2 separate regions of the Mus musculus genome follow, and region 1 is linked to region 2. A link is a contact called in public HiChIP or PLAC-seq data. All regions are on one chromosome and are shown on one strand. Each heading gives the region's core, a stretch centred on a gene start, on an enhancer-like site or on the middle of the called end of the contact. The rest is flanking DNA. Distances are from core to core; before and after follow the strand shown. Region 1 has its middle 14 kb from the start of Lifr. Region 2 has its middle 30 kb from the start of Osmr.

Region 1 (3,976 bases), core at 1,070-3,569, 210 kb after region 2:
CACACAGACACACACACACACACACACACACACACACACAAGATAACAACAACAAACAACAACAACAAGAAGCCTTTAATGAAAGTAGCAACTTTTGTAAAATTTTAAAAGTGTAATCAGTGGAAGACATGACATCATCTGATAAAAATAGAATACCTTATCTTGGACACTAAGCTTATAAGATCTGTGAAGAAAAAAATCGATGGATAGGTAGATGATAGATGGATGGATAGATAGACAGACAGATAGATAATTTTAACAAGCTATAAAAAGGAAAGGACAGTTGTTCAATCCTAAGGCACTTTGTTACAACTATGCTTGTGCTAGAGACAGGAGAGGGGTCCTGTGCTCATCCCTGACTCCTGCATGCCTGCCAGGCCTGAGCTATCATATAGAGCTTACCCGTTCATTTGTTCAGGTTTTCATCGAATACCTTAACCAGGTGAAAGCAGAAGGAACAGGTCATAGGTCATTATGGGAATAGTCAGAGGTAATGGTAAGGGTGACATAAGTCAGTAAGAGGTTCTTGAACACAACCTTAAGCTTGAAAGTCTATTCCTAAAGTAGAGAAGAGGAAGCAGGCTCAGAGAAGAGGAAGTTGACAGGGTAGCATAGCTGAGAGACCAGGGTTAGGGTGTGTGCCCCAAATCTCTTCCCCTTTCATGTTCCTCAGAACTTCTGTGTCCATTGAAGTGAAAACCCAGTAGCATGGAGATAAGATCAGGCCAGAGAGATGACAAACGAACGGGACTTAGCCAAGCTCCCCCTCAGTTCTACTATTCTGAGTGTCTGGGGGAAAGTGATGGCACTGGGCCCATCAATCATCCAAACTGAGCTGTACCCTTTTCCTAAGGACATAGCTGGCCTCAAACCTGCAACAAGATGAGCGTGTAGATGGAGGGTGTGTTTAAGTAGAGATGATATGCAAGAGGTATGGGATACACTGCATTTTCTAGCTCTGTATACTGACCCATCTCATGGGCCTAAAATTATTTTTTGACATAGTGAAAATACAGAGCCTTTTTACTGATCATTTTTATTTAAACAATAATAAAAGAGAACTATCTTTGTAGAATTTACATTGCCTTAGGCAGTATAAGCAATCTAGAGATGTATTTAAACTGCCCAGATTTTTATACACACACACACACACACACACACACACACACACACAACTAAAGTTCTATGTCATTCTATATAAGAGATTTAGGATTGATAGGGGGTCTAGGAACCAATTCATCTTAGATACCAAGAGGTGAAGGTCTACATTTTTGTTGGGCATATATTTCTAAGGCAGAAAGACACAGGCTGTCTTGATAAGATGAAAAAATAAATTATTACAGGTAGTAATAAAACAATATATATACACACACACACACTCATATAATGAAAATGAAGGTTTGAATAGATTCAAGAATAAAAGGCAACATCAGAGTTAGGGATGGGAAGGGCTGTCACTGAGGGTAGAGATGGGTATAGCTTAAGCTGAGTGAAGTTTAAGCTAAGGAGAATGATGGAGGGGTACACATGGAGGTTGTAGAAACTACTATGTGTAATGGGGTAGTGGTGGGGATAGAAGGCTATACTGATAGAAGGCCAGCTATGTCCTTAGGAAAAGGGTACAGCTCAGTTTGGATGATTGATGGGCCCAGTGCCATCACTTTCCCCCAGAATTGGGAAAATATGAGCTTACGTCTTCCTCTGCCAATCATGACTGTGCAACAGAATGCGTCATGTGACAGCTCAGAGCCTGAACTTGAACTTTACATCACAGGAAAGCCCAGGCTGTTACACAGCGTAAATCTACTCATTTATGTATAGACTGACTAAGTGCCTACGTGAAGGGCCCTGGAGGAAACAAAAGGGAAATGCTCTTGTCCAGTTGGTCCTTCAGCATGATTTGACTGAGGAAGAGCACAGAAAAGGAGGAACACTTGATTCTAAAGATGATGAAGGCCTGAGGGACCTGGGAGGAATTCCCGAAGCCAATAGTTTGGAGTCAGGACAAAGAGTAGGTGGGTGGGGAGAGATTCCAGGAAATGAAACAACTTCACGGAATCCTGGGCAGGATGAGGAGTTCAGAATGTGTGAGGAAAGAGAGACGTGATAGTCACAGGTAGTGACAGCAATTCTAACCCCACAGCTGTGGAGAGAGGGGGCTCCTGAGGCCATCTTAGCAGAATCAGTGAGCTGTGGTTTCAAAGAAAGACCCTGTCTCAAAAATAAGGTGGCCAGCAATGAAGGAAACAGTGGTTGGAACTGTGTGAAGCAGAGTAGCAATGACTTGAGAGCTCTGAGCTAAGGCACTCTGTCTTGATTACCTTGTAAGCACTTTAAGTGGAAGATGGGTAAGCAGAACAATAGAGGCTTTGTGAATTTGCATTTCCATGTCCAAGAATGCATTCATTTACATATGCAAATAACAGGACCGCGGACTCCGGAGGAACTTCTGTAATGTTTGACACTATTTCATTGTAACTATTGAATGGATGAAGCTATCAACCGGAACCTACACAATTAATAGATCTTGGAAAAATAAGTTGTCTGACACTAACTCCCTTTACACGTTTTTTGCTAGGCCTCCCTTCTAGAAACAATAGCTAATATTGGCTGGTGGCTGACTGCACACAGTAGTGTGGTCTTAAGTGCTATGCTAGAGGCATAGTCTCCCATTTAATTGTCACAACTATGACCCAGAGATAAAGCCTAAGGTTATCCCCAGTGTTTTGATGCAGATTGCATACTAGAAAGTCTCCTGCTCTCCTGACCTGGGATTACCCAGTTAGTAAGCAGAAGTAAGATTCCTCCTTGGGCACAGATTCTAGCTCACAAATTCTCATTGACTCCTTTTCCAAAAACAAGGTCACCAACAACACAAACATCTGGCTTGTCTGAATGGGGAAATCAGTTGTGCATTACACATTAATCTCTCGTGAGTTGGTCTGTATGACTCCATTCTCTAGGGCTCCATTCTCTTCCAGTGAACTAATAAAATAATCCAAACTGCAAAGCCAGCTGTGTGTGGATCAAGGGCTAGACCACAAGGAGGATGGTGGGAGAGGAGGTTAGAAAGGAAGCAGAAGCTAAACTGTGCAGATCTTGAGTGTGTAGACATACTGAATTGTTTCCTAATGCAAAAAGTAGACCTGCTTAGAAAGTGACACTGGGGTGATACTTTTAATAGTGATTATTGAGTACCTATAAGAGTCTTACATAAATGGTTTGAATAATTTGTTCTCTTTAATAATACAAAAAGATAAAGGAGGCTTAAGCTATAGCAATTAAATAATGTGTTAGTAAATAACACAATCCTTTGTTTATGCACAGAATTGAACGTAGTCCGAGGTATTCCAGGGCCAAGCCCTGCAGGCCCAGAGTGATTGACTTTGGCATGTCAAAAGCTTTGTCTTCATTTTGAGATGTTAAAGTTTTAGGTCAGGAAACACAATAGCAGGCTTCAGTTAAGTGACTTTGACCTTGTCGAAAGCTCTGTCTCCCTTTTGAGATGTTAAAAGTTTCAGGAAAAGAAGCACACTAAAAGAAATCTGGGTGCTGTGTCCACCCCCAAACTTTCCAGAGTTGTTTCAAGGAGACATTGTTTCCCACCTAACACTAGCAAATCATTGTTTAATATTTCCACTCATACATTAAAATTATATCATAACATAATACTGTGCTAAAAAATTCATGATGCCTCATATTTGACCCTGAACTGTGTATAACTCAACTCCTAGGGCAAAAGAGAGGGAGATTGGAGCGTATTATTTGTTTCCTGAGAACATTCCTCACGTCATGGTAACTGGCTATGGATATGGTCAGTAGGCTCTGAACCCGATCACTGATTTTGTGACTAACTATATTTAATACTTATCCTTTGAAGATCATGTCCTAGTCTGAACCCATGTTCTGAAGTGACTTGAACTCGAACAACTTAGATACACAGCAGCTATAAATGTGGCCCATTCAGAAAGCACCA
Region 2 (4,334 bases), core at 838-3,337:
TTTTATTGTATTTAACTTTACACACATTTTGTTGTGTATATTATTTTGTTTATAGGAAAAATTCAGAAACATTATACTGTTAATAATTATACATATTTGTGGAGGGTAAATTTGGCATTATTTCATTCTTTGGGGTATCAAATAACTAAAAACTACTGAACATTCACTGTGTTGGAGGTGTTAAGCATTTTCCATGCAAAAATCCTCTGAAAATTCCCTAAGATGAATTGCCTTTGCAGATAGATAAATATTGCAAAATCTTTTGCTGTAAGATCCTTGAGGCAGTAAGTTCATGTCTTCCTTCATACATTGGGACAATGACATGAAACACCATAACACGGCCATCTGATTAACAAAGATCCAGAAGTGCCCAAGATGTGTGTGTGTGTGTGTGTGGGGGGTGTCTAGGTGCTTTTGTGAGTTTTGGTTAGGTGTTGGTAGGACCCTCTGGGGTTGGTAATTTGACAATGCACACATGCTCAGTATCTCAGCAACTATACTTTGGGGGATTCACCATCTGTCCATGGATGTAAATTCCCTTTGTTGAGTAGTAGTGATCACGACAGCATTATTTGTGGTTGCAAATGACTGGAGAGAAGCTTGCATGTCTATAAGTAATGCGCAGATTATGTAAATCACTGTCAAATAAATCATTGCAACCACAAAATGGGAAAAAGCATGAGAGAGACATTGACTAACATGAGAATATCTCCAAGACATAAAACATGAATAAAGCATGCTATAAAATGCTGTAATGTACTGGTGTAATGTACTGTCTGCCACTGTGTATAACAGAAAAAGGAGGGATGTACAAACTCGGCTGGTTATTCTGTTCTGGGCTATGGAGTCCCCTCTCACCATTCTCTGACAACTGCCCATTCTAGGAGGACAAATTCCGTATACTGAATATGATGGGAATTTAAATATCAGTGGGCCTCAGCAAGCTGAAGTGCCCAAGTGAGGACACCTCAGTCTCACTTGGGAGAGAGAAGAAAGCGATCATAAGTGGGGAGGGAGGGAGGGACTTGAGAGGGATAGTGAATGGGGAGGGGGGACCTGATCTGATACTGGGTGAGGGAGAAGGACTGAAGCCTGCAACCTCAGGAAATAGGAGGTTGGGGGACCCCCCACCCAGAGTGCACCAGAGTCGTGGGAGGTGAGAGACTCCCCGGACTCACAGGGGTTGATGAGATGCCTGACAGTAGGGAGAGGGAACTTATAGAGCCCACCTCCAGCAGGAAGACAGGACATCAAGTGAGGGATGGGGCTGCCACCCACAGTCACACCTCTGACCCATAATTGTGTCTGTCTGAAAGAATTACAGGGATGGAAATGGAAAGGAGCCTGAGGAAAAGAAGGTCCAGTGACAGGCCCAAAGTGGGATCCAGCTCAAGGGGAGGTCCCAAGGCCTGACACTATTACTGAGACTATGGAGCACTCACAAAAAGTGACCTAGCATGACTGCCCTCTGAAAGACTCAACAAGCATCTGAAAGAGTCAGATGCAGATATTTGCACTCAACAATGAACAGAAGCAGCTGACCCCTGTTGTTGAGTTGGGGAAGCTGAAAGACTTTGAGGAGAAGGGCGATCCTGTAGGAGGACCAGCAATCTTAATTAGTCTGGACCCCCAAGATCTTTCAAACACTGGACCACCCAACAGACAGCATACACCAGCTGATAAGAGGTCCCCAACACACATACAGTAGAGGACGTCCAGGTCTATGTTCATTCAGAGATGATGCACCTAACCCTCAAGAGACTGGAGGCCCCAGGAAGTTTAGAGGTTAGATGGGGTGTGGGGTGTCGGCATCCCTGTGGAGACAGGGTGTGGTGGGGAGGAGGTGTGGGATGTAGAACAGTAGGAGGGTGGGAGGGGAGGGGCAGGGAATGGAATAAGGAGTGTAAAAAACGAATTACAAATAAAATAAAATTTTAAAAAATCAGTGAGCCTAAGTCAAACCGGCCTAGATGCTGCTGTAAAGTTATTTAAATATATGATTAACATTTGAATCAGTACATTCTGAGAAAAGAGAAATCACTCCTTATCCTGTGAGCGGGCCTCCTCCAATCCCTTGAAGGTTTTAAAATAACAATGAAGAACTGGGTTTCCAGTTGGTTCAGAAGAGAGTGATCCCTTTTCAGCTTGGATTGGGGGTTCCTGGCTTCTTGGAGTGACTTTGGCTCACTAAGGGTCATTGCTCACGTAGTTTGTGTTGGACAGCCTTTACTAACTAACATCTTGCCTTCTCTCTTCGACACATCCTTACGGCCATTCTCAATCTAGACCTGCCCCGACTTTCTATCCCATTGCCCTGTCAGGCCTAGAAAATTCTCCCCGCTGCCAGCTCCTACAAGTTACACTTCCATTTGTCCTGTTCACTCGTTCTTGAATCACGTATTCGTTACTCTCCCTTGAAATTGCCAGCAGATTTTCAAGTTGGTTTAATGGACATTAGAAATCTAAAAAGAAACACAATATCAGTTGCTCTTTATAGGTTTACTAAGACCTCTGAATGTCAAGAAGAAATTTAAGATTCTTCATATGTGTGTGTGTATATAGTAGTAGTAGTAGTATATTATTATTATTATTATTATTATATTATTATTATTGACTACCAATGAAGCAAAACATCTACACTTAATTGTGAGATAAGCTTGTGTTCTGCTCTAAAAAACGCCTACCCCTTCATCTCCGTGATGCTGGTGCCTAATGTGGCTGTGGTGTGTGAATACTGAGGATATGTTTAACACATGAAGTTAAGTCTCTATTAAGGGATTGCTTGCAATTATGGAGGCCTAAGGAGATTAAAAGGCGGTTGAGATCTCACCAGAGGACACGTGCTTAAAGCGGGAGCAAGGAAACATTCATCATTCCTCCAAGTCACCAGGGTAGAGATAGACTACTTATGGTACTTATCAACAGGCAAGGTCTCCAAAAAGTTTATCTCCTGTGCACTCCCCCACCCCGCCAGAGGAAACTGAATAAAAAACAGAAATGAAAAGGAAAGGACACAACTGCTCCTAGGTATGGTGGAGGAGGAAGTTTATTGTAGATACAAGGGTGAGTAGGTAGAGGCAGACACATCTGGGAGAGGCCAGAATGGGCGTGGCCAGGCTGAGCTGGACCTTGTAGGGAGAGGGGGGACAGAGAGGGAGAGGAGAGAGAGGGGAACAAAGAGGGTGGTGGGTAACCAAAATGTCTCAACTATAGAGGGAAGAGCCTCTGGGGGAAGGTTTGAGCCACCAGAATAGGAAGATAGGAAGCAAAAGATCTCATGCAAGAGAGGCATACAGGAAGTCCTTGGATTAGTGGGAAGTGAGGTGTCCTGCAAGCAGGAAGCAGGGCTACGTATTGATCCCTCTAAACAATTCCTGTCCAGCGGGCTCTAGAAGCTTCTATTTCAAGATAATGAGATTGGCAGAGCAATTAATTTCCTCCACTCTATCTAAAGAAGAGCCCCGGGGAATGTATGCAGGAATAGACTGATGGTAAATTCGCAAAGGATAAAGCAAATGAAAAAGCAAGACAGATACTAACTTCAAGGACAGAAAACATGAGGGGAAGAAGGCAACTACGCAGATGACATTTCTGAGCCTTATAGTTTCTGTGTGCCATAGTCACGTGTTTGCTAAATGACTCCACGTCATTTAGTGCTGGTTTGATAAGTGGGTGACATGTGTACTCATGGATGAGCAAGCACCATCTTTATTCAGTCTTCCCAGAGAAAAGGCCATGGTCCATGCCTAAAACAGAGTAACAGAAAACAAACAATCTAGGCCCCGCCCCAGAAATCCAGAAAAATATATCAAAGGAGATGCCCCTAACTCCTCCTCAGACACTGAAAGTTGGGGGGGCAGGGGAGGCTGCTCTTTCTCCAACATCTGCAGAGTAGGAAGAGTTCTCTGGAGAGCAGAGGCTCCCGCTCATGCAGCAGGTTGATAGTGATCAGCACATGGAGAAGCCTAAGGGGTCCCAGGCCTGGAGGGCACTGTGGGATGGGATGGGGAGGTGTCTGGGTGAAGTAGGTCTAAGAGCAAGCAAATGAGTCTGCTCATGAGTGTGTTTGTGTTTTGTTGTATGAGTCAGAGAACAATGTCTTTTGCCCTTCTAGCTTTGCGTGGTAATATGACACATTGCTAATCCCAGGATTGCTATCCTTCATTGGTTACTCTGCCCAAGATGGCTGCCTGTAGGAACTCTCGTTCCCTAAACAAGAGGAGACCTGCAGGTTCTTGCAAAGGCAAAGCTTAAGGTTACCTGTTACATCCATTTCCTCACAGACGCACTCACCCGATATCCTTTCCAAGTCTGTCTTAAGGAGCTCACTTTAA

What was found. HiChIP or PLAC-seq counts read pairs in DNA pulled down with a chosen protein or histone mark.
Region 1: an H3K27ac HiChIP or PLAC-seq map of embryonic stem cells shows a contact between it and region 2, with 4 times the contacts expected there. The contact joins two enhancer-like sites. A contact is called at or near these places in 21 of 39 promoter capture datasets (the 3T3-L1 cell line, 3T3-L1-derived adipocytes, the C10 cell line and 12 more), 1 of 15 datasets of contacts at CTCF or cohesin (the NIH/3T3 cell line), 35 of 484 Hi-C or Micro-C datasets (the 3T3-L1 cell line, 3T3-L1-derived adipocytes, Sertoli cells and 22 more), 26 of 115 datasets of contacts at active chromatin or transcription factors (cardiomyocytes, craniofacial prominence, embryonic basal ganglia and 10 more) and 5 of 9 other capture datasets (adipose tissue, embryonic stem cells, liver and 2 more).

Annotation. Positions count from the first base shown.
Region 1 is chr15:7,113,487-7,117,462 of GRCm38.p6, forward strand. It overlaps a transcript of Lifr not described here. Among named protein-coding and RNA genes, the nearest start is that of Lifr, 14 kb to the right of the region's middle. Within about 2 kb of position 2,320, at least 61 of the 459 cell types and tissues checked have an H3K27ac peak or open chromatin away from gene starts, as enhancers often do. A contact at or near this core is called in embryonic stem cells, where this site is marked.
Region 2 is chr15:6,901,659-6,905,992 of GRCm38.p6, forward strand. No RefSeq gene overlaps it. Among named protein-coding and RNA genes, the nearest start is that of Osmr, 30 kb to the left of the region's middle. Within about 2 kb of position 2,088, at least 4 of the 459 cell types and tissues checked have an H3K27ac peak or open chromatin away from gene starts, as enhancers often do. A contact at or near this core is called in embryonic stem cells, where this site is marked.